Regions from separate parts of the Mus musculus genome. Here regions 1, 2, 3, 4, 6 and 7 are each linked to region 5. The links are chromatin contacts, called in public Hi-C, HiCAR-type, HiChIP or PLAC-seq and promoter capture Hi-C maps. All regions are on one chromosome and are shown on one strand. Each heading gives the region's core, a stretch centred on a gene start, on an enhancer-like site or on the middle of the called end of the contact. The rest is flanking DNA. Distances are from core to core; before and after follow the strand shown. Region 1 holds the start of Fam13a (family with sequence similarity 13, member A). Region 2 overlaps Herc3 (hect domain and RLD 3). Region 3 holds the start of Herc3 (hect domain and RLD 3). Region 4 holds the start of Tigd2 (tigger transposable element derived 2). Region 5 holds the start of Kbtbd2 (kelch repeat and BTB (POZ) domain containing 2). Region 6 holds the start of Plekha8 (pleckstrin homology domain containing, family A (phosphoinositide binding specific) member 8). Region 7 has its middle 24 kb from the start of Tigd2.

Region 1 (4,115 bases), core at 1,390-3,889, 2.2 Mb after region 5:
AATATCTTCTACGCCTTCGGAAGGGATGCAAAGGAAGGCTAAAAAGTCACCTATGAAAATTATAACTTAGGTAGACATTATTACAGTACAAGTGTACCCTCTAATAACATCAGACACGTAGATGAGGTTGAATAAAACACAGGGTGAAACATATCCATCGAGGTGCATCTGTTATTACTCTAATCTTGCTGTGTATTACAGAATTTACCGCATGGCATTGCAATTGCCTGGTGATGTTTCTGCGTCCTCACTAGTGTGGGACAGCAGAACTTGTGTCTTAATTTCCTTACTGGCAGGGCAGTAGTGTTTGATCAAGGAGAAAACATTAAACAATGTTGTAAGTTTTGTTTGAACAGGCAAAACTGAAAAGAATACCTCCCATAAGGCCATAATATTAAATATGCTATGTGCCAATGTTAGGCAGCATAGTGTCAGATTACTACATGGACCAGCTGTCAATAGATTTCTACAAGCTATAATCATTAACTAGAATTCACACCAGTATTTTCAATGCACTATTCACCATGAATTGCTTTACTTCTTGTTTAAAGCTAATATTTTACCTATTTATTTCAATTCAGTTTCAAGCACTCTGGCACTGAAACCTTGCACGAGTCTATAAACTCTCTCCTTTGGGAGCTTGAGGATGGGATCCTCAGCAATGGGGATCATTTCTATAACAAACATGGAGAACAACAGCCAAAGACATTGGCCTGAGATCTGAAGAGAGACACCCTGCAAGATCATGAGCGATTCGGCATAAACACTTAGACTCACAAGGGACCTCTGTGCAGAAAGCCTCATCATACACACCTGGCCGTTGTCTTCAAGAAGTGTATAATCAAAAGCAGAAATAAACTGCAAGTGAAGATTGCCAGGGGATCAATCATCCCTGCCATGGGGCTTGGAAGTAAGGGGACATTGAGTGCACAGTGAGCTGGTGAGGAGTGACCAGAGAGACAAAAGTCATGACTCAGCATTCTGCAATGCACACTGAGATTTCTAGTTTCACTATAGCGACCAACAATGTAAAATAGTTTTCAGGAACTCACATGGTCATTTTTGCTCTACATAGCAGGCATTCTATTTTTGTGTAGCTACAACAGGGCTTAGTAATGGCCAATACTTTTTATCTAAAACATGACCTGCTTAGAGATCTTGAGGACCGACATCATTGGAAGGACAAAAGTTCCCAACCTAACAATTAGATATTAAAACTCCAAAAAGTGTACATTAGTTTTGTTCTCTTAGAAATTTCAAGCATGGGGACTTTTCCACCAAATCAATGTAGAATTATAGATTACTCTACACAGCACTTTCTTCTACATTAAGTATCAATTCTCTGATAAGGTACTCTGAACACCACATCAAGTTCCTATTACAGTGGACATGTCAGGACAGCAAAAGAAAAACAACCACACTGGCTCTCACCACAGCCAGCCTGAAGGAATCTCTTTACCAAAAATGATACACTTTTAAAATCATATTTCTGTTGCTAAAGCACAAACAAAATATACATGGGATTGTTTCTTTTCAGTAAATTCATTTCATCTAAGTATTTTCAATAAATTGCCATTACTGTCTGATTTTTGACAATACCATTTTCCATAGAAAACTGTAAATGAAACATATATATGAAGTCAAATGTCACTATCACTAAGTAATTGCAATTCAGATGTAACCATATGATTAGCACAAGTCAGTTTTTAAACTATGAACTGTGACCTTGGGCGGCTCAGACTTTCTGTGGGGACAGGACTCAGTGATTTCTGTAGTGGCTTTAACACACAGCACTCAGCACTCGGGTCTACTTCACCAGCAGTGTGCTTCCTAACAGCCAGGGCTATGTACAGTTAGTTACCTTTATTTATTTCTATAGGACTCAGAGAGACACCCCACCCCCTGCCCCCATCACAGTCCTCAAAAGCAAAGCCAGAACCCTGTGCTCTATCACTCTTACACAGCATTTTTTTTTTCCTTTTTGGTTTTTGTTTTTGTTTTGTTATTTTTTTCCAAGCGTCATTTGGGTAACCAATCTACCTAGAATTATTCAAGGAAAAACATTGTTCTCAACCTTTATTCCGATAACTACAATATACTTGAAGAAAGTCCTTGCCTAGAGAGCAGAGAATCAGATCCATCTATGAGCTCTAACAGCCTGGAGACCCAGGAAGCCCATTCAGTTTGCTTTGCTTCGGTTTGCAGAGGTATTGTCTTAAATACACTTCCCTTAAAAGAAGGTATAGCTGAACCCAATAATCATGAGCAACTACACAAAAGTGTCAGTGAAAGAGAAGTGCGCTATTTAAATGTTTCTATCTGGTCTGAGGAAAGAGCACTGTGCAGAACAGACTGCAAGGTTTGCAGCCTGTTACTAATGATGCCGAGAGCACTGGCCAAGTACGCTGCCCAGAAAATACCAAACAGCATAAGAAGCAGAGAACACTACCTTCGCAGCGGCATGATTTCACAAGCCATCCTCGTGTGCGAATCTGCACGGGATCCCCGAGTGCCTTCCAGTCAAGCCCTGTGTGCAGGACCCGCGGAACACACAACCTGCTGCAGCTGACACTGCCTCTCCACCTCCAGCTGCAGGCAAGGATATTTATCGGCTGCCTCCACATTTACACTGCAGTCCACTTTGACCTTTTGTTCCAGCGAAGCAGCTGAAACCCAGAGCCAATCAGAGGCGGAGCAGTGGAGTGTGAAAGGCTGCTCCTCCTCCTGATCCTCCTCCCGCTTCTCCCGCTCCTCCTTCTGTCCCCACCCCACTTTGCTCTGCTCGCTGCTTAGTGGGCTTGGCAAGCCCCAGCAACCTGAAACTTTCCTCTGAGAGGTTCCAGACAAGTCTGTCAGTCTGTGAAGAGCAACCAATAACTGCAGAGGAGCCCAATCCTGCATGGCTCAAAGTGCAAGAAAAGCCAGCAAGGAAATGCAGTGTCAAGGACAGACAGCGTCCCTTAAGGTCCCGTTTCTTTGAGGCCCAAGTTGGACTGCACCTTGTTTTTTTCTAAAATAAATAAACAAATAAAAACTACCCAAACAGTAGCCAGAGAAAGCTTTTCCAGATTGTTCTAGGCTTTTCCTGACGAAATACCTGAACCCTTGCCCTACCCACAGTTTCTTCCCCAGATACTTATTTACACTAGGTTGTGAGCAGTTCCTGGTGACATCACTCAAGGGGAAGAGGACAAGGTGCCCTAACTGGATTCAGGTCTTCAGGAGATCAAAACATCTACTGGTGTGGCCCTTCTGTTTGTTGTTTTTACATTCTACCCAAAATGTCAACTGCACTTGGAAGAGATTTGTTTCTTATTATATATTCTTATATTTTACAAAACCAATTTTTCCAATAAGATTTTCTAAGTGCTTGTAAATGATCTTTTATTATTTTGTATCTCACATATGTGTGTGTGTGTGTGTGTGTGTGTGTGTGTGTGTTTGCCTGCATCTGCATGGCATGTGTGACTGTTGCCTAAGGGGGCCAGAAGAGGGCATTGAATCCTCTGGAACTAGAGTTACAGATGGCTAAGTGGCCATGCTGGGAACCAAACCTGGGTCCTCCAGAAGAGCAGCCAGTTCTCCAGCCCCTGTAATTTCTTCAGGGCCACTCACTATTTCTAGGGAAGTAATTGTAGTTCACAGGCTTCATACAATGCAAGAAACACATCTTGTACAATTTATTTCATATTATGCAAATTTAATAAGTTCTAACACAGCCTACTTTCGCATTAACCTGATACAAGCTAGAGTTACATAGAAGGAAAGAATCTCAATTGAGAATAGCTTTTAAGACCTTTTTCTTAATTAGTAACTGGACGGGGAGGGCCATTGTGGATGGTGCCACCCTGGGCTGGTGGTCCTGTGTTCTATAACAAATCGAGGTAAGCATGTCACGATGAGCAGGCCAGTAAGCAGCATTGGTCCACAGGTTCTGCATCAGCTCCTGCTTCTAGGTTCCTGCCCTCTTGGAGTTCCTGTCCTGGCTTTTTTAAATCATGAATTTAATGTGCAAGTGTGAGCCAAATAGTGTGTGAGGGCGCGCATGAGCGTGCGCGCGCACACACACACACACACACACACACACACACACACATTTGCTTTCTGGTCATGAT
Region 2 (4,258 bases), core at 1,063-3,562, 2.1 Mb after region 5:
ACATGAAGATCTGTGAACTAACTTTTAGTTTTTCTTTTCTTCTCTTCTCTTTTCCTTTCTTTTCTTTCCTTCCTTCCTTCCTTTCTTTCTTTCTTTTTCTTTTTTTAAATGAGTCAGGGTCACATGCAGCCCAGGCTGGTCCTTGAACTCATTATACAGCAGAAAATAACCTTGAACTCCCGATTTGTCTATTTCCTAAGAGCTGGGACTATAGGAATGTATTACTATACTTAGATTAAGCTGATTTTTTAAAACAGGGCATAAGGTAGGGCTACTTGTTAAAAAACAAACAAACAAACAAACAAACAAACAAACAAAACTCTTCCTCACTCTATGCTTTCAGCATCTTTATTGAAAACTCAAATGATTGTACCTGTGTGGTTTATTTCTGGGTCTTGTATTCTACATGCCTATACATGTCTGTTTTCTTTGTTACTGATTCAACAGCATAATTTGATGTCAGATGCTATAAGAGCTTTCAGTGTTGCTTCTTTTGTTCCGTACATATATGTATGTATGGAGCTATGTAGAAGAAAATGCACCTGTCGAGTCTCATGTTAAGTGACATATGCCAAACAACTTAGATGAGTAGCTTGAGCTTGGGTTTTCTCTCTCATATATGGAATCTCAGTTTCAAAAAAAAAAAAAAAAAAAAGACATGAAAATCGAAGGAAGACATCAGCGAAGAGGGAGGAATGCTAAATGCACGTAATGAGAATATGTATGACCAAAATCTTATATAGGAACGAAAATGTCACATATGTACTGATGAGTCCCCAAAGTTTAATATCTCTGCAAACCTACAGGTTTCATGGTTCTCCTTACAAAATAAAATTTCCTTGGGTGATGGTTGCTGTGGTTCACCTTCATTGTCACGACTGGGTCTAGGATCACCTAGGAGATATCTTGGAGTATTTTGGGGGGTGTTTTGAGGTTGAACTGAGGATGGAAGACCTGCCCTAATTGTGGGTGACACCATCCTTTAGGCTGGGGTCTTAAAGACCCAATGAATATGGGTAAGGGAAAAAGCCAGTAGAATGCTAACATTCCAGACTCTCTTCCCAAGTGTCAGATGTGCGGAACACTCCTTTCACCACAATGTATGTGCCCTTTTAGTTGTGTGGTGAAATAAATGTTCCTCCCTTCCTGGCTAGGTATTTGGCATGCAAAGAAAGTGGCTAACACAAGGGGGGCAACTTTTTTTGTTTCCAGGCTGTATATTTTCTTCCTTTATTTTGATCTCTTTCAGAACAAATTGGAGCATTAGCTGATCAGCATATCATACACGTGGCATGTGGCGAGTCACACAGTCTGGCTCTCAGTGACCGGGGTCAGCTGTTTTCTTGGGGTGCAGGAAGTGATGGCCAACTGGGCCTCATGACTACTGAGGATTCCGTGGCTGTGCCCAGGTGAGAATGTTACCCAAAGGCTTCTTGATTTGGATAGGTTTCTTCATGTTGTCATTTCCTTTATGCTATAGATATGCCTAGTAACAACACGTTGTGTTACCCAGAAAATGATTATTTTTAGAAATGTCTGTCTCAAGTTAATAAACATATGAGTTGGTCCAGAACTGAATTTGTTCTGGTGGACTAGTTACTGGCTGAGTTTCCAGCAACTGGTAAATGTGTTGACTAAAAAAGGTGCCCCTTTTATATCTTATACTTATTTACCTTGATCTGATGATTAAGAAGTTTTAAATTACTTTTTTTTTTTTTTTGAGGCAGGGTCTCATTTGGCCTATGTAGGTTCCTGGGCACTGTCAGCCACAGTCTGCTCCTTAACATTCATGTAAACTGTCCATCATTTGGAGATCCCAAAGATTTTTGTATGCTACAATAATTACTTTCTGAAGTTGAGGTGGCAGGTGGTAGGATTTTAGAAATGGGTCCAAGGGTGGGAGAATTGTTGTTTATTTTAAACAGTAAGCTCTTAAGAGTCAGCCTAATGAAAACTCTAGTAGAATTTTTAACAGACAGGATTACATGCTTGATTTTTTTAAAGAGCTCTTTTAGACAAGATAATACTTTTTATCAATCTGTATAGTCGAGAATGTTTCTGATAATTGTGTTTCTGTGTGAATGCAAATTTAAGAGAACCCCTTTCTGTCTTAGGCTAATCCAGAAACTGAACCAGCAGACCATATTACAAGTTTCCTGTGGCAACTGGCACTGCTTGGCTCTGGCAGCTGGTAATTTATATAAATATATGCTAATGCTATGTTAATTTTAAAAGCATTACTCCCCTGCAGTCCTGTGTTATCTAACTTGAAAGCTTTAACAACAGTGACGTTTATCCCTCAACCTCTGTGTATCGCATCCTTTCTTGGAGATGTGCGTTGCTGTTTCGGCTCTTACGGAAAACAGAAACAAAGGCCAGGACTGTGCCCAGGTGTTTTGGAGAATATAAAATATTTGCAGGACTTTAATTTTAAAAGCTACAATCTCTTCTCAAGCTCCATTCTGCTATGAGGGTTCCAAATAAATGTAAAATCAAGAGTTAGGGAAGCGTAAGTCAGTGCACAGGCATACTGTTCTTGCTACTGAGACTGCTCAGGCCTCCATCCCAGAGCAGTCTGCGATTGCAGCTGCAGCTCCTGAAACAGATCCAAGTCTCCTGGTTTAGTGTGCTCAGAAATAAGGTTACCTTGCTTAGTTCGTACCTGGTCACCCGCTTGTTTATAAGTGAATTTACTTAATCTTTTAGATTTACTTAACCCTTAACACTTTAGATAAGCGTTGGTAGTCTTTGAAGGCCACTGAGGCTTGAGTTTACTTCTCTCTGGTCAAATGCTAATTTAGGCTTTCGAAATCTGAAAACACAGTGTCTCCTTTCTTTTGGGTGAGTTTGGTGTCTGTAAGGTAACTGATGAATGGTGTAACAGATGAAGTACCTATCTCCATATGGAATCTATATCTATAATCTCTATCATTTTGTTTGGAACATCACTTGCCCTGTTGTTATTTCAGATGGCCAGTTCTTCACATGGGGGAAGAACAGCCATGGACAGCTGGGACTGGGGAAGGAGTTCCCCTCCCAAACCAGCCCACAGAGGGTGAGATCTTTGGAAGGGATCCCGCTGGCTCAGGTGGCTGCAGGAGGGGCTCATAGCTTTGCCCTGTCTCTCTCGGGAGCTGTTTTTGGCTGGGGAATGAATAATGCAGGGCAGCTAGGGCTCAGTGATGAAAAAGGTATGTAAAGTCTTTGTATATACTCCAGTTCCAAACCATACTCATTTAACAAATGCTTCTTGTAGACTTACTGTTTGATAGCCTAGTGCTAGGTATTGAGGGAGCAGCAGTGAAAGAGACAGGACATCCGTGACTTGACTGAGATTATTTCTGGCCAGTGGATGGGAATAACAAACAATAAATAGTGTGGCACATGGCTTTGGAGTAAGCTTTGTGTTTATCACAAGTTTGTCAGGAAGGAGCTCTCTGATAAGAGCACATTCAAATTGAGTCCTGTGGGAAACCAGCTAGGAAGTGGGACATGTAGATAACTTGGTGAGGAATGACCCAGTCAAAGGGAACAAGAACTAACTGGAAGAGTGGTGGGGAAGCAGAGGTAGAAGGAAGGGAGGCAGTGTGGGCACTGCTACCAAGGACCCCTAGGGTACAGTGAGGATTTTCACTTCCTTTCTCAATGAGGGGAAAAGAAATTAATGGTTTTGAAGAGAGGCATGGCCTAGTTTAAGTCACCGGTGGATCAATGGGCAGGGATCTGTTGGAAGGTAGAAATAATAGTCAGGTTTTTGTAGACCTTAATGATGATGATTCTGTTGATTGGCTGTGCAGTTGGAAACAAAGGGAAGGGCGGAAGGATCAGGTTGCATGAGTGGGGCAAGGAGCGATGGCGTGAGCTGGAGTGGACAGAGTTAGAGAATTTAGGAGTTAAAGTTTTAAAAATTAAACTTAGATTTTGTCAGACTTTTCGAGTAGAGTTGGAGACAGAGATGTGAAGTGGATGTTGAGTCAGGAGACTGGGGGATGTGAAATTCTTGCTGCTTGTTGTTTATGTCTCATGCAAAAGGCCAAGGGGAGTGACATGCTGATGCTTAATTTATCTTAGACCGGGAGTCTCCATGCCACGTGAAGCTTTTACGCACACAGAAAGTCGTCTATATTAGTTGTGGAGAGGAGCACACAGCAGTTCTCACAAAGGTGAGGCGCTTAGGGGGCTGGGCTGTGGATGGCGGTGAGATGGGCAATTTCATATGTCGCAGAGTAGCTAACTGTGGAGGAAGGTTACTTTTGCT
Region 3 (3,759 bases), core at 570-3,069, 2.0 Mb after region 5:
AAACTGTATGATAACAAAGAATCATTTTAAAGTTAAAATTGCTTATGATTTCAATGCCTATTTTATATGTTTATATGTAAAAATTTGGGAGGCAAAGAGAGACTACAAGTGGAGAAAGTTTACGAAACCTTGTCTTAGTTACCCCAAAACAGAGATTCTACTTCCTCATCTTCTTGGTTTCAGAGGTGTTTCAGTTATCACTGAAGATCCCCATGATGCCAACATCTCTGCCATATCCTCAGGATGTACATCAGGGCACTGCCATATCCTCAGGATACATCAGGGCACTGCCATATCCTCAGTATACATCAGGGCACTTCCTTATTCCTCAGGATACATTGGGGCACTGCCACATCCTCAGGATATTCATCAGGGCACTGCCATATCCTCAGAATATTCATCAGGGCACTGCCTTATTCCTCAGGATACACCAGGACAGTGCCATATCCTTATGATACATTGAGGCACTGCCATAAGCCTCAAGATACATCAGGGCACTGTCTTATTCCTTGGGATACATCAGGGCACTGCCTTACCCTGAGGACATATCAGGGCACTGTTGTATTTCTCAGGATATACCAGTCTCCTGCCCTATCCTCAGAATCTATCAGTCCTTGAGATTTCTTTTCTATTGGTTAATATGTTAGGTTTTCAAAGCCTGAAGACCTGATGAGATCTGAATTATTCTGGATATGTCAGATTATGAAATTTCTTCTACTTAGAGTCATTTTCCTTTTAAAATTTAATTAAAATAAAAATATAGCACTACCACTCCTTAAGCATCTCTCATGTGCTCCCCTTCAAATGAATGGTCTCTTTTGTTATTGTTACATATGGATAAGTCAGGATGTACTGAGGAGTCCCTTTAAGAGGTGCTTGTTTGTACATATTCTCAGGATTGTATATGCTGATATGGGCTCATGCCTTCACCTTAAACTAGTTTTTGGAGAATTTTGTACATTCTTTTGGGTTAAAGCCCCCATGTTCAGCGTTTCAAATTCAAGGCAGGCAGATACATCAGTTTACTGTTACCATATAGTTTTCTTGAAGATTATTTGAAGATGAGAGGAGCCGTAGCTGAGAGCATTTTTGGCCTTGGGAGAAGAAGAAAGCTTGAATATCCTCTTACAGGCCTGGGAAAGTGGAGCTGAAACTTCTATCCACTCTTCCCCACCCCCAGACCCCCGTCCCCCACGGGAGTTTTAGACCAAAGGTGGGGCTTTATGGTTTTAGAATTGGTGATTCTCACACTTTCTGTTTTCTTCAGTGTGCTCTCCTCTCTAGTCAAGCCTGACTCTGCACCACTGCGGGCCCGCAGTTCTTGGCCCCTGAGTGACAGGGATTTGGAACTACCCTCTGCTCTGGCAGCCACCTTACAGCTCACCATGCCAGTCCCAGTTCCCCCTCTCACCTCTGCATGAATAATAAGAACCTGAATTCAGAACCAAAAGGAACCAACCAAGCAACCAAGCAAGCAAGCAACAAACCCAATCGACCAAAACCCCCACACCATTGGGCATCGCTCCTTTGCATCCTCGCTGGCGAAAAGCAATTTTATTCCAGCAAAGGTTACTCCTGCATTCTCCCATTTTGGGTCCAGGGTCTTGCCATCTGTCTACCACACCTGGTTGTGGGTCCCTCAACCTCCAGTCACCTCCCAGCCGCCGATCCCACCGCCTCCCTGTCACCTCCCTCGCCCTAGGTCCCGCCCCCTCCAGGTTTCTTTCCCCGCCGGGAGTCCCGCTACCTCCCCGCCCCCTCCCGGTCACCTCCCCGGCCCCTCCCGCCCCGACGTCGCCCCGCCTTCTCCGCACCCGCCGCGCCCCGCCCCGCTGCCGCCGCCACCATTGGCCAGGCGGGAAGTCGGTCTCCCAGCTCATTCTGCGCCCGCGGGAGTGCGGGGGAAACTTCATTATTACTGTGACGCTGAAGGCCGGGGAGGCCCGAGCTGCCTGAGGGCTGCGACCGCGGGGTCGGCGCTGCGGACCCGGGTGCAGGTGCGGGCGGGGCGGGGATCTCAGGGCACCGAGCCCGCCGCACCCGCGGAGGAGGGGGCTGGGCTGTCCGCAGCTCCCTGTCGCCGAGGCGCCTCCCGGCTCTGCTTAGCCGCTTAGCCGCGGGCGGCGGGTGACCTCCCTGCGTGAAGAGCATCGCGGCGCCGCGGCAGGGGAATTCGCGTTGCGGCTGGCCGCGGGCTCCTCCCACCCAGCTGGCGGGCGGGGCTCGGGGACCTGGTGTCTGGTGCAGACGCCGCTGCGGCCGAGCCGACGGCTGGACCCTGGAGCAGGTGTGTGGACTGAAGGGCTGGACCTGGGGAGACTCGCTCGTGCTGCTGCCGGGAGCGTGTGCAGCTCGGGGCCCCAGGGGAGGAATGCTTGAACTTTGCTGTTCCTGGCTGTTTTCTTTTAGAGTTCACACCTGCCCCACTAGGAAGTGCCTTAAATTTTACCTAAGGCGTCGAAGGTTTTACTGGGATTTGTCTCATCCGGGGTGCTTTGGGGGAGGACGATTCAAGTGATATCTTCCATTTTTTATGTGCCTTCTGTCTCTTTCCACAAATAGGAAGCTATTTCTAGAACCTTTCATTTGATAATTTGATAAAGTGAACTGATTTTTAGCTTTAGATTGGAAAGACAGGAAAGAGAAGTAAAAAGGATTAGCATTTTAAAATGCAGCCAGAGCGATGTGGTACTTTCAGAGGCAAATGACAGTGTCTCTTCTTCTTTTTTTTATTCCTTTCCACGGATATAAATCAGAAAAACAAAATCGGTGGCTTACTCCAGTTTTGACCCCATCTGAGAAGTTAAACTGCAGGAATCAAATTAGATGCAAAACTCCTTTGTCGTGAAAAATAGAAGCATGGTTCACTGTTAGCCAGTTGGACTTGTTCAGTAAGTAGTGGGGTTTCATTGTGTTAAAAAAAGAACCAGGAGTCCAAAAATGTTCTAAACTGTGTTGTAGAAGTCATTGGGTATTGCATTTCATGTTGCGGGACAAACTTGAATCTCTTAAGATCTGTATAACCACTTAAAACCGTCTGTGTAAGTAATGAAAGGAGCGCCCCAGCTGGAGACAAACAACCTTGCACCAGTTTCAGAAATAAAAGTGATAGTTTCCTAATTGAAAGGGATTCTCTTACGAAGGTAGAAATGATGTCTGAAACTCATTCAGGACCACAGACTATATAATGGCTCATACTAACATAGCTGCTCCGTGGGTGATCTTATCACATCTTAATGCTCCCCTTTGCTTTATTTGGGTGACTGGAGGTGCCTGTCTGTGACTTCTTGTGTTGCACTTAGAGGATATGGTAACAGGGAGAAACGAAAGTAGCAGTTGCGGTCAGGTAGCTAGCTAGCTAGCTGTGAAAGATACCTAGAGAAGTGAACAGCAAAATTGAATTATTTTTTTTTTCAATAATTTCTGTTCAATCTATCTATATAAGAGATTTGAAGGTAGTGAAAATTTACTACCCCTATTAAGTGGCAAGAATTTTATAAGGTTCTCTCTATGACTTTAGTCACAGTAAAGGTGACTAACTTGATCAAGGTTGGACTGAGGTTATCTTAACCAAACCCTTATCCTGATATACACTGAAGAACGTTCCATCTTGAATGGCTAAACACATTCTTCCTTTCAGAAGTTTACTCAGGCCTTTCTTCCCCTTTTTCTTTTTGGGGTGGAGTCATGCTATATGGTATAGACTGGCCTCTAAGTTAGGATAGCCCAAGCGTATGTTGAACTCTCAGTAATCCTCCT
Region 4 (4,180 bases), core at 77-2,576, 2.4 Mb after region 5:
GGAGAAGGGAAGTTTTTAAAAGCAATATGAATGAAATTGTTCTTTACTAGGAATGGTCATTTGGAACCACTCAGATTGCTTCCTTGTAAGCTTGAAGCGGGTGAGAGTTATGGGAAGTCTACTTTCAGGCAAAACTAGGGCTTGTCCAAAGTCATCCATAGGACAGCAGAGATAGATCAAAGATCAAAGGATTTCCATCCAGCAGGCCAGAGAGTGGAAGGGTGGGACTCTGAGAATAGCAGCACAGAGAAGGCTTGGGAGACAAAAGAGGGCCAGTAATCAACATTCTTTCTCTGCAGAGTGAATGAATGCTTGGTTTGATTTCCCTCTCTCCTGGTGCTAGAATTCTAGAGAAACAAACAAATAAACAACCTCTTCTGAAACAGAATAATCCACATTAGGTTGTAGTTTGTGGAAGAAGGATTTAAAAACAACACCACCTAAAAAACTATTATGCAAGAGAGGGGCTCTACGCTGGGACTGGATACAGGTGGAAGTCTTGAAATTCCCCTTTGACAGCAGGAAGTGGTCCTTATATTCCTGCACCAGCATTAAGGTCATCAGTGCCGACCGTCATGCTGGCTGGCCTCTGGTATCCGGCTCTGTGTTGCCGCAGCCGCAGAAGAGGGCAAAGAGGCTCTGTGCACTCCCTGGGCCTTTTTATTTTTACATTTGATAACTAGATTTAAGAAAAATAACAAGTATCAAGTACAACCTTTAATCTCTTAAATTTCACAGTAGGTATTCCAAATATTTGATTTTTGGCTTTTGGTAATTATATAATTTTTCAAAAAACAAAACAAAACAAAACAAAACACCACAGTGGATTTAAGACTATTCATTTAATAATTTAACTTCATAAAACATCAATACTAAATTGTAACATTGTAAACATGATTAAAATATATCTTAAGCTACTGAAGAAAGAAAAAAGAAAAAAACAACATGATCCTCAAAACAGCACAACTCTCACTTCCTTGGACACAAATATAGGAAAATTACCCAAATGATACTAACAGAACAACCTGTTAGTTAGAAGATAACAGAAGAGAGTCCTTGAGGGAAGATTCCTGGAAGGTTACAGCTGTAAACTCATTAGGGCCTTAAAATATTCCCTGAGTCTTACCAGAAAGAAAACCTTGCTATTATTCCCTTCTCATCTGCAAAGTCCGGCCACCTAGAATCACCCTGCGTCGCCCTCTGCTGGTCTCAGCCGTGAGCCACACGCTGGGTGTCCGGAGGCGGAGCATTGGCCAAGCCCCGCCCCTCCCCCAGAAGCCGCGCCCCCGTCAGCGGGCTCGCCCGCGCATCCCGCCCCTCGCCGACAACACGTTCCTGCGGGGGCGCGCGCGCGCACCTAATCCCCTGCCTTCCGGCTCGGCCGCGCAGCTCCGTTGCGCGCTCGCTCTGCGGTGGCTGGCGGGGTCGACTTCGCTGGGGACTTCCTCTGCTGGCTCTGCGTTCTGGCCGGTCAGGCGGAGCGATGCCCGCACCCTGCTTCCCGGCGTCCCGCGCGCCTGGTGACCAGTCGCTCGCTGTAGGGCTGCGGCCGTGACCCTCTGCCTCCGACTTTCACCCAGCGTCCGGCTCGGAGCTTGCTGGCCGGCGGTCTCGGAGAGGCCCTGGTAGTGTCAGGAGGTAGGCTCTCAGCTCCCGGGTGGTGCCTGCGAGCGTTATTTGTCTATTACCTGTCAGGTTGATAGGTGGCAATGTCCTAGACACAGTTGCAGGGGTAGGTATGAGTTATACGGTGGACTGATACTGAAAGGAAAACGTGTTTGGTATTTTCCTATAGGTTTCAAAGGCTCGAGTACCTCTACCACCCCAGCAGCTACTTCTGTGGTCATGGAGATCTTCTTGCACCAGGATTACTGTATGGTCTTCACCCAGCCTACCACCCCCTAGTTGCAGCCTTGGGTCCTGATTTCCACCAATGAAGTTTTTTATCCTTTCTTGAATCATGTGACATCACTTGTCCGCTGTTTCCCTTTCAGTTGCCATTAGCAATAAGTTCTTTTTGGTTTAAAGTACTGAGTTGTTTGCCTGTCCACTTACATTCTAAGAGGTGAGACAGCTCACCTCTGCTCGCTGTGACTTTCATAGGTACTCATCAAGAGTCCTTGCCTTGAAGAGAGCGTTCACTCACTTGGCTGTCTGACACAGACATCAACAGTCAGGCTGTGAGGCTTCCTGCTCCGTGTTTCTGTCTGTTAAGTGTGCAAGCCCGAGTAAAACTGTTTTCTTGAACGTAGCATAAGAAAAAAAGAAAAAGAAAAAAAGACCCATGGTAATGGCAAAAATTGATCATCATGAGAATGTTTTAGAAACCTCGGTAGGACAATATTGATTCAACTTAGAGCTTTCAGTAAGGCTGCAATTTAATGAAAAGAGCAAGGAGGAAGAAGAGAAACAAGGGTTATCTGGAGCTATTCGTTGTCATAGGAACAGGTTAAGTTCTAAAATGCAAAGGGAAAAACTCGGACTTTCGTTGAAAATTGTTATAACATCCAAGTCTTAGGGAACAGCTGAGGACTCTTAAGCCTCCATTTTCTGGTCTCTTTGTGTTCAAATCTAAGTTGTTAATTGTCTAAAATAATTAGACTAAAATGTTGGGGAAACGTAAACGTGTGGTCCTGACAATTAAAGACAAACTTGACATTATTAAGAAGCTTGAAGAAGGCAACTCCTTCAAAAAACTTTCTGTCCTGTATGGAATTGGTGAATCCACAGTTCGTGACATTAAAAAAAACAAAGAGAGAATTATAAACTATGCCAACAGTTCAGACCCAACTAGTGGGGTGTCCAAGCGTAAATCCATGAAGTCGTCAACGTATGAGGAGCTTGACAGAGTGATGATAGAATGGTTTAATCAACAGAAAACAGATGGCATTCCAGTGTCTGGAACGATCTGTGCAAAGCAGGCTAGGTTCTTCTTCGATGCATTGGGCATGGAGGGTGATTTTAATGCCTCTTCTGGCTGGCTTACTAGGTTTAAGCAGCGCCACGGTATTCCAAAGGCTGCAGGGAAAGGCACAAAATTAAAAGGGGATGAAACTGCTGCCAGTGAATTTTGTGGTAACTTTCAGGAATTTGTGGAAAGAGAAAATCTCCTACCAGAACAGATTTATGGTGCTGACCAAACTGGATTGTTCTGGAAATGTCTACCAACGAGGACATTGGCTTTTGACACGGACCAGAGTACTTGTGAATATAGGACAAGCAGAGAAAGAATCATTATTATGTGTTGTGCAAATGCCACAGGTTCACACAAGCTTAATCTCTGTGTTGTGGGGAAAGCAAAAAGACCCCGTGCATTCAAAGGTACTGACCTTTCAAACCTCCCTGTCACTTACTTCAGTCAAAAAAGTGCATGGATCGAGCCATCTGTTCTCAAACAGTGGTTTGAAAAGTGCTTTGTGCCACAGGTGCAGAAGCATCTGAAATCCAAAGGGCTTCGAGAAAAAGCAGTACTACTTTTGGATTTTCCTGCAGCACATCCAGCTGAAGAACTGCTGAGCTCAGATGATGGCAGAATAATTGTGAAATATTTGCCACCAAACGTCACAAGTCTAATTCAACCTATGAGCCAGGGAGTTCTAACCACAGTCAAAAGATATTACCGAGCAGGACTTATCCAGAAGTACATGGATGAAGGAAATGACCCAAAAACATTTTGGAAGAATTTGACTGTGTTGGATGCAATTTATGAGGCATCAAGAGCCTGGAACCAGATAAGATCAAACACCATAACCAGAGCGTGGAAAAAACTTTTCCCTGGCAATGAGGAAAACCCGAGTGTGAGCATCGATGAAGGAGCCATTTTAGCAGCTAATTTAGCAACGGTTTTGCAGAATACTGAAGACTGTGAACATGTTAACATTGAAAATATTGAGCAGTGGTTTGACTCTCGGAGTAGTGGCTCAAACTGTCAGGTGTTAGCTGACATTGTAGGTGCTGCAGACCGGGCGAAGGTCACTGAGCAAAAACCTTCTAGGAAAACTAGGAAAGCAGAACTGAATCCAGAGAAGCATATTAGTCATAAAGCTGCACTTGAATGGACTGAAAACTTGCTGGATTATCTAGAACAACAAGATGACATGCTACTCTCTGATAAGCTGGTATTGCGGAGGCTTCGGACCATTATAAGAAGAAAACAGAGAATACAAAATAAAAGTCATCT
Region 5 (4,166 bases), core at 859-3,358:
GAACCAGCCTGCCAATCAACGCTCCAAGTTACATAAGTATCTGTTTTATTCAAACTCTGCAATACAGGGCAAGACCTATGTATAACAAGACACATTTCAGGACAGCAAAACCCACCATTTTCTCAGCCCCAACTGTCTTAGGAATGCTGCAGGGAAGGGGTGGGTGGGTGGTTGTCAACTATTTTCTAAATAGCATGCAAATCTATGGAAAACCAGGTATCTTTTGGCTTTCAAGACTGCAGTCAATAGGGCACGGCATGCTAGTAGTAGTTTGCAAACCCCAGGCTGAAGCAGGACTTTAAGGCAAGCCTGCGTTACACTATTAACACAGTCTACCTCAAGAGACAAATCAGGTTTCTAGGAACTTAAACATCTAAATCACTCAAGGCATAGAAACTTAAGAAATGCTAACTATTTCTGCTATCTAATAAAGAAAACTCTACTGTGGCCTCACTAATAACTACTACGACTCCTATTATTTCTGTCACCTCCTTACAGTATTTGTAAAGTTAGCATATTTTACAGCACTGTACTTATGGAAATAAAATAGAGAATAATTACAGTACTTATCTGAAGAGAGGAAATAAGTGTGGAAACACACGGATTACATACAAAGAATGCTCAACGGAAAAGCCGTAGTTGCCAAGAATTATATACCCTCTCTTAAGATTTCTGGCCCTGATCTAAAGGAACCTAGAAAAGCGTTAAACCAACAAAAGAGCAAAGCAGAAAGGCATAACCTTATCAGACAGACGAAACGAACAGCAACGTTTCACATCACAGAGGCTGGGAAAAACAACTGACTTGGCTTTTCAAATGGATCTTAGATTACAAATAAAAGCTTCATCCACAGTCTGACTAGACGAAGTCATTCTCACCTGCAAAAGATCTGGTCTATATTACTCAAATCTGGGGAAGAATTCACAACTCCAAAGAAATGAAGAAACTAAAATAAACTGTATTAACTCACAGGAAGAAAATATAATTTCAGTCAGAGCACACCGCTGATAGGGCCGTTCCTCAGTGTCTGCTCAGTGAGCCAGACTTACAGATTCATGTATAAACAACACGTGACCAGCACTGTCTTTTTTTTCCCCCCTCGTTTTCACAAAGCTGATATAGCTGTTCACAAAGCAAAGTCTTTCAAGTTTACTATCTTAATTCCTTGCTTAACTTAAAGAGAGGCCACCAAAGAAATTCTAGAGATCTACAGCCCGGAGAATACGCATCCCTTTTCCTTTAGGTAGCTATAAAAAAAAGGAATCTTAAGAGCTACTAGGCCAGGCGCTTGGCGGGGCGGGAAGTGGGGGAGAGCACACGACAGCAGCGCCCAGTCGGCCGACTTAGCGTCCAGTTCCAACCCATGATTTCCGTCTAAAGCAAACAGGTTTCAAAGTGCAGCTTCCCCTTCCCACAGCAGAGCACAAGCAGGCCGAGGACAACAGGACCCCGGCTAACCTGGCTAACTCTTGGTTACTGCCGATGTGCCAAGAAAAAGAATTATAATAATACTTTTTTTTTTTTTAAAAAAAAAAAAAAAAGGGCAAGGACGCGGTCGCCCTTCTCCGGCGGCCGCGACACGAGCCGGGCAAAACAGCTCTCCCTCAGAAAGGACGCCGCCCCGAGCCCCGCAGCTCGCGCAAGGCCGCGCCGGAAACACCGCGCGCTCGGCGGAAGCGCCCCAGTTTGAAAGCCGCCGCCGCCGCCCCGGGCCACAAAGGCCGCCCGCCAGCCTCGCGCCCGGCCGGGCTCACCTCGTCCCCGGTCGCCCAGCTCACCGCGCCGCTCCGCCGGGCTGCACTCACGCGGCCGCACGCACGGCGGGGGCGTGGCGCTGCGGGGATCCGGGCCGCTCGCTTCCGCCCCCGCTTCCGCTTCCTCGCGCCTCCTGGGCTGGGCCGTCACGGCCTGCCGCCCGCGCCAGTGCCCGCGCCCGCTCCAGCAGCGGCTCTGCGGGCTCCCGGGTGCCCGCGGCTGGACCCCGCCTTCATCTGGCTCACCGCGCCCTTTTCCTCTGCCCCACCGGAAAGCCAAAACAATCGGAGCCGCGCAGGCGCGGGAAGGAAACGGAAAGCAGGAAGGGCGGAGGCGGCGCGAGGTGACGCTGGCGTCTGGGTCCGGGCTTCCCGGGCTGCTAAGGCGCGTGCGCGTAGCAGAGCGGGGTCGCGCCGGCCACCCATCCTCAGGGATGGCCTAGAAAAATCAGTTCCCAAAGTTCTATTCAGCGGCACTTGGACTTCTGTGCAGCCGCAGTTGTTCGTGTTTGAGGTGTCCACCCGAGATACAGACATTTGCAGGCTGGGCCAGAGTGGGGGCCAGCACTGCACCCCGGGAAGCTGAAGTTAGGGGAGGAGGACATTGGACCGTTTGCTATATGGGCTGCTTTCCTTAGTTCCAGCCTCCATCGCTTTCAGAAGTTCCGCTTGCTAAGGCCTTGGAAGTATTGGCACCATCGAGATAACCCGCAGTTTGGAAGCGAATGGGTGCAGAGGACGGTCTCCACAAATGATGCCTCCAGCCAGTTTTTACTGCAATGCAGCAGACACCCTCCATGCCCCAGATTTCAAAGCAAAGCCTTGAAGTAGCAAGTGCCTGTGGTCTGCGAGACTTGTTGGCAAGCAAAAATGTTATAGATTTGCCTAAAGATACATGTAACGAAAACGAAACAAAAAACGTTCAGAATTGCCTACTTCCTAACTTCAACTGTTAGAACAAGTCCAGTTTTGAAAATAAGAATGGCCACATATAAAGCATTAGGCAAAGAGACAGACACCTCTAATCCCAGATGGCAGGAGGCTAGAGAAAGGATATCAGGAATTCCCGGCTGTCCTTCGCTAAATAGTGAGTTCAAATTTTAACAGGAGCACATGAACGACACCAGACTATTTAAAAGTGCTGGTTTGGTAGAGGGGGTTAACAGGCCCTCAGAATGCATTACAGAGCATTACAATGCAATGCATCTATCTTGCTTCCCTGTAAGGATACAAAGAAAATCTTGTCTGCTCTCAAATACAATGTATCTATCCACTCCATTTTGCTGTCTTGTAATAATACAAAGAAAATATAGTTAACCGTGCTGGTATACAATGTATCTATCCACTCTAATTTTGCTTCCCTGAAATAATACAAAGAAAATCTAGTTGACCGACGTCGTTGTGAACACCTAGCACATAGCACAAGGAACTTCTTTGTAGTTAATGGGACTGCTCTTCATCTTGACTGCGTGAATATGGAATTCCTAGGTCACGACCCAATAACGATAAAGTTTACAAAGTTTAATCTGGGCATAGTGGCATAGGCCTGTAATCTCAGTATGCCAGAGTTAGGTAGGCAGATTTCTATAAATTCAAGGACAGCCTGGTCTAAATAGCAAGTTACTTGTTATAAGCCAGCCAGTAAGTGAGTCCCTGCCAAAAAAAAAAAAAAAAAAACCAAAACAAAAGAAAAAAAAAGAAAAAAGAAAGTAGCGTTTATATAAAAGATGATGTAGTCCAAATAAGGTTTTTAGTCTATTTAATTGCTTTTGCTAATACCAGCTTCATAGTTTTGATAATATACTATAGTTATCTAAGATGGGAAGTCACTAGAGGGGTTTTCAAAGAACATTCTACTTTTGTTACTTTTTATGCTATGTGTGTGTGTGTGTGTGTGTGTGTGTGTGTGTGTGTGTGTGAGTATGTGTGTGTGCGTGTATGTGAGTGTGTGTGTCTATGTGATTCTTGAGAGGTCAGTGTTCATGCCACCACACTTGTGTGGCAGTCAGAGGACCACTTTGCAGATTTCCTTCCACCCTTGTGTGGCTTCCAGAGATGGCACTCAAGGTTGCCAGGCTTGGAGAGCAGGCTTCTTTGCCTGCTGAGCCATCATGGGCTCATATTTTTTATACTTTTTATGAATCTGTAATAAAAAAAATCTCCAAAATGTGGGGCTAGAGACATGATTCTAAAGTTAAGACCACTAAATTCCAGAGGACCTGGGTTCAATTCACAGCATCCACATTGTTGGGGGCCACAAAAGTCCTTATATTTCAAATAAGCACCAGGGAAACCAGGAATGTTAAACATACAGGGTATTTCCACAATGGAGGAAGTAAAATACTTGCATCCTATCCAAAAACCTGAGAGTGGGTGTTGTTAACATGTGGTAACCTTTTGCTCTCTGTAGAG
Region 6 (4,006 bases), core at 1,172-3,671, 2.2 Mb before region 5:
ACCTATAGAACGGGTTTGACAATTTTCTTTCTCCAAAGGGAAACAGGTATTTCAGTTTTTTGTTTCAGTTTGTAGAGGTAAAGGAACTGTTAGCTTCACAGGCTAGTGTGAATGGGTGGGCCCTTTATCACTCTGCCTGCAAGGCGTAATTACTTACGTGGAATGAAACAGGGAGCCGTCCTTTTCTAAATAGCCTTCGTAGTGGACCAACATCAGATCCCCTCCCTTGGTCTTGCGATGGCAGATGAATGGCTTCTGGAGAACTTCGATTTTCACTTCTGGCTCAGGAATCAGAGCTCCGCTCAGAACCGTGACCCACAGTGCCAAGATAGCGTTCCACAAGAAAAACCTCATGTTACCAAAGCAGAGGAAAGGCCCCCGACTTCATAGAGTTAAAAATGTGCCAAAAGCGGAGACAGCTTAGGCCAAGCAAGTTCAGGACTCCCCCAACAGACACACTCCCAGGAAGACGTGGCACTTTTTCTAACAATTTTCACACAGACAGCGAACTCACAATAAAGAGTTAAAGCCCCATCCAAACATGATTGGTTCTAATAAGGCAGCTTCTAGGGAAAGGCGTCCTTCCACTGGCTGGCGCTGCTGTCCCTCAGGCGCCTCCCAGCCAATGGCGCCGAAAAAAATGTAGTGGTTCTGTGTGCTGTTGGGCCCTGGGCTCGGATGTGCCCCTTCGGAACAGTCCTAGAGCCCGCTGATTAGGAAATTCTCCCACCTCGGGAAGGCAGCTGGATCCAGGCTAACATCCTCGGGGGTGGGAGATGGGGGAAGGGTTGTTTCAGTGAAGTATTCCAGCTGCGGAGTCTGGAGCCAGGTGACACTCGGGTTTTTGGAAAGACCAGACACTGAGAAGCAGCCTTCTTCAAGATGCCACAAATAAAGGCTCAGAACTATGGTTACTAATTTAGAACAGAAACTCTAAGGACCTACTAGGATGCTTTAAGGTTCGCAAAGCACACTCTGGTGCAAGATCCTCACTAACTTAACGTGGCTATTCCCACCCACCCACTCCCCCCCCCCCCCCCATTTAGACAGTGTCTTAGGGTTTCCATTCTTGGGTTAAAGCATCATGACTAATAGCAAGTTGGGGAGGAAAGGATTTTTACCTATTACACTTCTATATCATAGTCCATTATCCAGGGAAGGCAGGGTAGGAACTCAAAACAGTAATCAGGAAGCAAGAGCTGATGTAGAGAGGCCATAGAGGAGTGCTGCTTACTGGCTTGCTCAGCCTGCTTTTTTTTTTTTTTTTTAATAGCACCTAGGATCACCTGACCAAGGGTGGCACCACTCTCAGTGAACTGGACCCTTCCACATCAATCAGTATTTAAGAAAAAGCAGTAGAGACTTGCCTACAGGTAAATCTTATGGTTCGGAGATCCTCGTTCCAAATTACTCTAGCCTGCATCAAGTTGCAAAAAACTAGCCCGGAGAGAAGCTAGTTTAAAAAAAAAATTAGGTTAGAAGTTAGTGCCCTGCTTAAGTTCACTTGGCCGAAAAGAATTGGCACTCCACCTTAAGACTTGGCTTGATTTCATTCTACAAACATCGCTGTCAATGAGTGACTGCTAATAATTCGTCACTTATGTGACCTTGGTGGTGAGTAGATAATACTTAAGGACGGAGAGAGAGAGAGAGAGAGAGAGAGAGAGAGAGAGAGCACTTGTTTTAACAATTATACAGCTTAAAGTTCTAAACGGCTGCCCTCATTTCAGATGTAGTCCATTGCTGCAATCTGAGAAGAAACTAGAAATCACCAAAAGAGATTAAAACAACAACAAAACACAAACAAAACAACAACAAAAACAGGGCATTGAGGTGTGCAGTCAGGCAAATAACCAACTAAGTGATATATTATTTATTAAACCTGTCAACCTTACACTAAGGGAAAAAATGCCTGCACTTTAGCCCTTGAGAGCATATTTCTATAACACTAACATTTGGTTGTGTTGTGCTTCTTCTCAACATTCACCTTCCATCTAACCTGTGATAGACACTTTTCTTGGATAAAAATCCTGACAACAGTGCATTTTCATACTTTCATGTACTTAGAAATTCCCCTTGGAGAGCTTGTAAAAGTGCCGATTTTTAATCCAAAAGGTCTGGAACCCCCGAGAGATTTTTTTTTTTTTTTTAACAGAAGCCCAGGTGAAGTCAATGTCTGCGGTCCAGAGACCAAGCTTCCAGTCAAGAGGCCGGCAGTTTGAACAGCGCCTTACACAGAAGTGCATCCGGAAACTACAGACTAGCCTCATCCGAGGATTCCGGGTCTCAGCCCGCATCCTCCTCCACTGACAAACTTGTCATTAAAAGCTGGATCCCTGGAGCCTAGACCCCCATGGGTGACCTGCCACCCGCGTGCGCATCGGAGCCCCGCCCACCGGTCAGCCCCTCCGCGCAGTGGCCAAACCCTGGCGTGGATTTGGTAGCGTGCGCACAGCGCAGTGAGCATGCGCGAGCGCGCCGGGGCGGGCGCTGTGGGCTCAGTGGCCGCAGGAAGGCGCCCGCGACCGCCGCCACAGGGGCCGCGCCTCCCGCGCCTCCCTCGCCTCTCTCTGGCGGCCGCTCTGCGGCGTCCACACCGACTGCGCCAGGCGCAGGCGCAGCCCCCGGGACCCGGAGCTGGTGCTCCCAGGCTGTCGCGGTGACCCCGCCCCCGGGCCCAGGATGTGAGGCCGGCCCGGCGTCCCCGCGGCGGGCCGGGGCGACGAGGGGCCCGCGGGTGCCATGGAGGGCGTGCTGTACAAGTGGACCAACTACCTGAGCGGTGAGTGCCGGCTTCCGTGGGTGCGGTGCGCCAGGCGGCACCCTCCGCCGGCTCGCGGCCCGGATGGAGAGTTGGGTACCGGGTGAAGCCGGCAGCCTGGGTCCGCTGCGGGGTCCACCTCAATCTCGCGAATTGGGTGGGGGGCGGCCTCGCTTGGGCCGCGCAGCCCAGCTGCAGGGTGCCGAGTGCCACCAACCCCTGGATTCCAGAGTCTCCACGCAGTCGATCTCCCTAGGCACCTTCAGGGTCATCCCCCTGCCGACCGAGGTAGTGGAACTCTAGCACCGCAGCCCTAAGCCCTGAAGTGTACGCTGGCGATCGGCCTTTTCTCTCCGAACATTTCTTTTGTTTCAGAACTCTGTCATAAAAATGAATGCAGATATTAACAACGGTGTCCTTGTCTTGCCCAGCACAATGGCTTAAAATAGCACCCTGCCCCCTTTCTAGCTCTTGGAAGCACTTTCCAACTATCCAGAAGTTAGAACTATTCCTCAGCTTTGAAGATGATTCTCAACGAACATTATTTTCATCCAAGCAGCCAGTATTTTATAAGTACTATGCTATATGAACAGTGCTGGGTGCGTTTTAAAGTTAAACTTTTTTGTTAGGGAAAATGGGTTAACATTTAACGTGTCAGTGGGGATGCAGAAACTAGAAATCTTACCAACTAGAGCTAGGGTTTCCCCATCCTTTGGTGGGGCAGTTCTGTAGTAAGGACAGGTGTGTATGGCTTGTGAAGATCTGGCAGAGTAACTTTGAGGAAGTCACAGCCCAGTACAGGCAGAAGTACACCTGTCAGCATGTACCTGGAATCTCCAAGTAGTATAGTAGTTAGCACAGTTAATTCATTTTTTTTAAAATCTCTACCCGAGGGTCTGATGAGAAGGTTTTCCTTAAGACCTGGCCTTCACTTCAAGGATCTCCACTGATGTCAGCAGAGAGATTAGGTTATACAGGAAGAACTCAAAGCTGGCCTGCAGGTCCTTGAATACTGGAAGCCGATTAGCATGTTGTTTAAGAGAAGGCTTGACGGTGCCATTCTCCCAATGCTGTCCTAAATGCTGAGAAGTAGGTGTGTATCTTAATTGTAAACCCTTGAGTCAACTTCACCCTTTACTGTCCTCCTCTGAACCCTAGCCCGGACACACACAAATCACTTTCTTCTCCTGCCCCACCTTAATCATTTCCGTCTTCCTTTCCCTCCCCTTTCTGTGTGGAAACTTT
Region 7 (4,144 bases), core at 1,421-3,920, 2.4 Mb after region 5:
AAATATAAAATATAAAGAAATATTTTATATAAAATATTTATATAAAAAATATAAAGAAATATAATTTTACATGATATAATAAAGCAATGATGGGGAAAAGAAAATTTATTCTCAGCACATTATTTTACAGGTGGATGTATATTCTTGTAGAAAGAGTTTTCTTAGTGTATGAGCGTCTCTGGTTTCAGTGGCACACACACAAACACATGCATACAGAGCTAGATTAGATGTCACACTTGGACAGCTTGGACAGATGAAATGCTTAACGTCTATCTGTAAGACTTCTTAGATCAAGTTCCCATCTTCTTGCCACATAAAACCCTTTATGCCTGACCATTGAAAGTAGTTTTTTAAATTTACAGTATACTTGCATCATTTGTCATGCCATCTTATCCCTTTTACCCCTCCCATGTCCGATTGCTCCTCCCAAATTCATGGTCTCCTCTTTAACCATTATTGATAGGTATTGCTATACATACATGTAAACAGGAATAGGTTTTTTAGTCCATTCAGTGTTATCTGTATGTATGTTTCTAGGACTGGTCACTCTATTTTGAGTGGCATGGGGAGGTTCATTCCTGTAGAAGACTAATTTCCCCTTTCTTGGAATTATAAATTGCCTATAACTCTTCATCTAGGTGCGAAGCCTTGTGAAATTTCACCCACTTACACTGGGATATGAATTACTGTTGGAATTGTTTAGGTCTTGTTTAGGCATCCATGCTGTTGAGACTTCATAGATATAGCTTACCTGTCATATCTACAAGGCACAATCTTACAACAGAGTCCCCCTTTCTTTGACTTTTACAAGTTTTCCTTCTTTTCTTTTTCAATATTTCCTGAGCCTTGATATAGGAGTTATGTTGTAAATGTATCCATTGAACTTAAGTAGAGTTGTTTCCTATGAATCTTTAGTTGCCTTTACAAATAAGAACACAAGCCACTCTCTTCAATTTTTCAGAATAGTATCATTTTATCACCTATATACCTGCTAACTAGAAGAGAAAATTTATTTCCAATGAACACAAATGTGTACCCTTGTAAAAAATAAGTGTGCATGCCCTCGTCCAGCCCAGTCCCTGTGTAGGAGTATAGGTGTCTCTATATCTTCTCATCTATATCCAGTAAGGGAGATTCTCTCCATCTGTCTGTCTGTCCATTTGTTTGTCTATCTGTCTGTCTCTCTCCTCTCAGGTGCTTTCTCATTCTTTCATCCTACCCCTCTCTCATCATGTTATATAGCTCACAGTATCCACCCACTTTGTAGCCCCAATTGACCGGGAATTCATGATCTTCTACCTCAACCTCCCAAGTATGGGATTGCGCATCTAAGTCACCATGTCTGGCTTCAACAAAGGACTTTTATGGCAGGAGACTGAATTATAATAATGGAGAGACATGGGTCTCTATACAAACTATACAAAGTAGAGAATTTCTCTGAAACTTCACAGTATATGTTTACATTCAAATCCATAATGAGTTTCTAATTTAGAACAAAGTCAATAAAGATTTATAACTCTTTCCCCAGAATATTTCATTCCCAAGTTTTTCAATGTTTATTGACATTTACCATATAGTTTAGAGTTTCTCACCACAGCATTCCAGGTTTAAAAATATTCATGTGAGATTTGAGAACACTGTCTCAATAATTCCAGTTTAAGCCTTAATTTAAACCCAGGCATCCAAAACCCATGGGTTACATAGTTATCAATAACTAGAAATGAGCTGGTCATGTGGCTTAGTGGTAATGCTAGAGGGATAACAGTATAATATTATCAGCTAAGATAGTATGCAGTGTATTAATTGGCTCTCAACTATTCTACATGTTGTATTCCATCACTCTAAACTCACAAGTATACACCACACTCTCAAGTTAGTAATGTCCATTTAATGGGGAAAAATTCACAAAAATTTGTCATTTTAATGAAAATGCTTTAGAGAATGTTTTAAACATATAGTGTGAATTAACTCATAGAAAACGTCCTGCCTACATGCAAGATGTTTCAAACCAAACAGAATCAACTCAAGTGTGACTTACTGAGCTTCCTGGGGGCTGACTCCAAATAGCCTGTGACAGGCAGGATGCATCCCCTGCCTCAGTTTTTCAAATATGTTCTTTCAGCCAGTCTCATGCTTTACTTTACTTAAAAGAGCATGAGGAAACAAATCTGCCAGTCACATTGAGGACATGATAGCGCATGGTCAAACAGAAACACCTGAGGAGCAGCAGCAGCTTCCACTTAACTGTTCCAATGACTGGAATAAAAATCAACAACCCCCACACATTGCTCAGTGCTGTGAACGGTTTATGTTAGGCTGGTGGCTAAAATCGGCGAGAGATAACAAGAACCCTAAAGCTCTAAGTGAACGTAAGAGAGGGAGTGACACATGTCATTATCCAAAATATGTCTCTATAGCAACCAAGTGTGGAACAACAGGAAAGGGAAACATGGCAGGACATCTCAAACCCCATTAGATCTCCAAAAAGTAACAGGTCACCTGCAGCTACCTTTAGCTTGAAGTGTCAGGAGAATAAAGAAGAACCAACTCCACTGAGGAAAAAAACAGCCAGCGTGAAATGGACACTGTGTTCCTCCTATCTGGTGATCTGCAACTGCTGTGATGACTCACAGAGTAGCACAAAGGCAGCTTCGTGCTCTCTGAGGCACAAACGGCACGTCCGTCCAGGAAACAGCAACATCTTCTGCTTTCACTAAAACTTGGCCGAGCGCTTACAGCCTTGCACTTCCTGTTTTCTCCTTCTTTTAATCAGCTGAGAAAATGAATCTGTTCCTGCAATCCTCCATGACTCACCATGATGCTTTCAATTTCGAAGATTATCCTGAGATTCATCCCGGGCCAGTGTTTTCCTAGCCAAACTGTGAAGGGAACAGGGAGCATGGCCAGGGTCTCTCCAGCATCCTGGAATGGCAGTGGGTGGGGCTGGACCCCAAGACTGGTATTTTTGTTTCTCCTCTTTTCTTTGAAATGCTAGAAAGGAAAACCTCTCTTACCTACTCCTCCGCGTGTTTGTACATGCAGGTAGCCAGGCCTCAGGGTTGTGACCACTCAGTTCTGGAGTTAATCACTGACAATTGGACGAAGTAATTCTTCATGAATTTTACCCCAGTTGAGATTGAATCTTGCACTTTTATTTTTGGAATGATAATTATTTCTACCTTTCTTCTCTATTTTCAGCCTACCTGTTTAAGACAAAATAAAAGGGACCACACGGGATGTATGATTTTATTTAAGCAAGTTAAAACACTGGACCACCAAAGACTTGAACAGAGACAAAACCAGTAATAACAAAAGAAAACAAGCAAAACCTATTTGTCTTACTAACCTAAAGTCAAAGTACTTATGCTACTCATGATGAAACCTGACCCAAGAAAAGATTCTAAGAGGGAAGTCTCTGCTCTATGCATATTAAGGGCCACAGGAAGAAAGGGACCAACTCGCTTAGAAAACTGAATGAGAAGACTGTCTGAAGTAGCATAGACCACATTCTTTACGGAGATATGTGAAGCTGCTCTCAGCCTGGAGACAGACAACCTTTGGTTTCTTTTAAAACACCTGCTCCTCCCATCCTTCTCCCAGTCCTCTGGAACCCTGAGAGACAGGCCCAGTGTGGTTTTAACAGAAAAGTTGAATGGTGGTTAAATTCCCTCTCTCTATCTCTTTCTAGAAGCCATCTGGGAGGAAGCCACTGTGATTCTAGCCACTCCGAAATCTACCCAGGGACTCTCCTTTGGGTTGAGGTCTAGTACTTATTTAAAACAGTTAAAGTAAGTGACCACATTTAATCTGAGATTTTCGGATCCCTACAATCATGCCCTAGTGGAAGAGTAGACTTATTTTCATCATGGAGTTGAGCTCACCATTGGCAGAAAGTAGATGGCAGATGGTTGTGTTACCGTCATAGTGCCTTCAATCTAGATGGAAGCCACCATGTCACTTTGATGGTATCTTGACTAGTCGGCTTGCTGTCTAAATTAAAATAAAATATTTGCTGACAGATGAAGAGAACAGAAATGAGATTGGGAAAAACCGTAAGGCATAGGAATCTCCCCTTTCTATTTTACCTGGAGCAATACAGACCTTTCAGGTAGTTTCTTTCTTTCTTTTTTTAATTTATTTTTTT

What was found. Promoter capture Hi-C pulls out the DNA fragments that hold promoters and counts their contacts. A called contact is a pair of places that touch in the nucleus more often than the background predicts. HiCAR-type assays count read pairs that join an accessible place to other places. HiChIP or PLAC-seq counts read pairs in DNA pulled down with a chosen protein or histone mark. Capture Hi-C pulls out chosen DNA fragments and counts their contacts.
Region 1: a HiCAR-type map of astrocytes shows a contact between it and region 5, with 4 times the contacts expected there. The contact joins the promoter of Fam13a here to the promoter of Kbtbd2 in region 5. A contact is called at or near these places in 4 of 39 promoter capture datasets (cranial neural crest, hippocampal neurons, liver and 1 more) and 4 of 115 datasets of contacts at active chromatin or transcription factors (astrocytes, cardiomyocytes, large pre-B cells and 1 more).
Region 2: a contact with region 5 is called in an H3K4me3 HiChIP or PLAC-seq map of forebrain, with 10 times the contacts expected there. The contact joins the enhancer-like site here to the promoter of Kbtbd2 in region 5. A contact is called at or near these places in 1 of 39 promoter capture datasets (hippocampal neurons), 2 of 484 Hi-C or Micro-C datasets (CD4 T cells and cortical neurons) and 2 of 115 datasets of contacts at active chromatin or transcription factors (embryonic forebrain and forebrain).
Region 3: a contact with region 5 is called in a promoter capture Hi-C map of liver, with 7 times the contacts expected there. The contact joins the promoter of Herc3 here to the promoter of Kbtbd2 in region 5. A contact is called at or near these places in 2 of 39 promoter capture datasets (embryonic stem cells and pre-B cells), 4 of 484 Hi-C or Micro-C datasets (CD4 T cells, cortical neurons, double positive thymocytes and 1 more), 6 of 115 datasets of contacts at active chromatin or transcription factors (astrocytes, embryonic midbrain, epiblast stem cells and 3 more) and 3 of 9 other capture datasets (adipose tissue, embryonic stem cells and liver).
Region 4: a contact with region 5 is called in a promoter capture Hi-C map of pre-B cells, with 11 times the contacts expected there. The contact joins the promoter of Tigd2 here to the promoter of Kbtbd2 in region 5. A contact is called at or near these places in 9 of 39 promoter capture datasets (the 3T3-L1 cell line, the C10 cell line, cranial neural crest and 3 more), 4 of 484 Hi-C or Micro-C datasets (B cells, CD4 T cells, pre-B cells and 1 more), 1 of 115 datasets of contacts at active chromatin or transcription factors (pro-B cells) and 1 of 9 other capture datasets (liver).
Region 6: a promoter capture Hi-C map of liver shows a contact between it and region 5, with 5 times the contacts expected there. The contact joins the promoter of Plekha8 here to the promoter of Kbtbd2 in region 5. A contact is called at or near these places in 2 of 39 promoter capture datasets (liver and stem cell-derived epiblast-like cells).
Region 7: a Hi-C map of pro-B cells shows a contact between it and region 5, with 4 times the contacts expected there. The contact joins the enhancer-like site here to the promoter of Kbtbd2 in region 5. A contact is called at or near these places in 1 of 39 promoter capture datasets (the C10 cell line), 2 of 484 Hi-C or Micro-C datasets (pre-B cells and pro-B cells) and 3 of 115 datasets of contacts at active chromatin or transcription factors (astrocytes, large pre-B cells and pro-B cells).

What each region holds. Positions count from the first base shown.
Region 1 is chr6:59,021,863-59,025,977 of GRCm38.p6, forward strand. It overlaps Fam13a (family with sequence similarity 13, member A), which reads right to left and starts at 2,640. Exons shown (of 18, transcript NM_153574.2): 1 at 2,450-2,640. The coding sequence starts at 2,478. Gm52905 (a long non-coding RNA gene) reads left to right here. Exons shown (of 2, transcript XR_003956447.1): 2 at 582-3,048.
Region 2 is chr6:58,853,624-58,857,881 of GRCm38.p6, forward strand. Herc3 (hect domain and RLD 3) reads left to right here. Exons shown (of 26, transcript NM_001361966.1): 4 at 1,250-1,409; 5 at 2,115-2,191; 6 at 2,970-3,191; 7 at 4,072-4,163. Among named protein-coding and RNA genes, the nearest start is that of Herc3, 24 kb to the left of the region's middle. Within about 2 kb of position 2,313, at least 23 of the 459 cell types and tissues checked have an H3K27ac peak or open chromatin away from gene starts, as enhancers often do. A contact at or near this core is called in forebrain, where this site is marked.
Region 3 is chr6:58,829,646-58,833,404 of GRCm38.p6, forward strand. Herc3 (hect domain and RLD 3) reads left to right here and starts at 1,820. Exons shown (of 26, transcript NM_001361966.1): 1 at 1,820-2,287; 2 at 2,757-2,891.
Region 4 is chr6:59,207,544-59,211,723 of GRCm38.p6, forward strand. Tigd2 (tigger transposable element derived 2) reads left to right here and starts at 1,327. Exons shown (of 2, transcript NM_001081145.1): 1 at 1,327-1,638; 2 at 1,796-4,180. The coding sequence starts at 2,607.
Region 5 is chr6:56,795,705-56,799,870 of GRCm38.p6, forward strand. It overlaps Kbtbd2 (kelch repeat and BTB (POZ) domain containing 2), which reads right to left and starts at 2,109. Exons shown (of 4, transcript NM_001362210.1): 1 at 1,755-2,109. Gm10209 (oleosin-B6) reads left to right here. Exons shown (of 2, transcript XM_030255710.1): 2 at 1,543-2,722. The coding sequence ends at 2,340.
Region 6 is chr6:54,592,690-54,596,695 of GRCm38.p6, forward strand. It overlaps Plekha8 (pleckstrin homology domain containing, family A (phosphoinositide binding specific) member 8), which reads left to right and starts at 2,422. Exons shown (of 14, transcript NM_001164361.1): 1 at 2,422-2,782. The coding sequence starts at 2,743. Fkbp14 (FK506 binding protein 14) reads right to left here and starts at 485. Exons shown (of 4, transcript NM_153573.2): 1 at 158-485. The coding sequence starts at 354.
Region 7 is chr6:59,182,806-59,186,949 of GRCm38.p6, forward strand. No RefSeq gene overlaps it. Among named protein-coding and RNA genes, the nearest start is that of Tigd2, 24 kb to the right of the region's middle. Within about 2 kb of position 2,671, at least 141 of the 459 cell types and tissues checked have an H3K27ac peak or open chromatin away from gene starts, as enhancers often do. A contact at or near this core is called in pro-B cells, where this site is marked.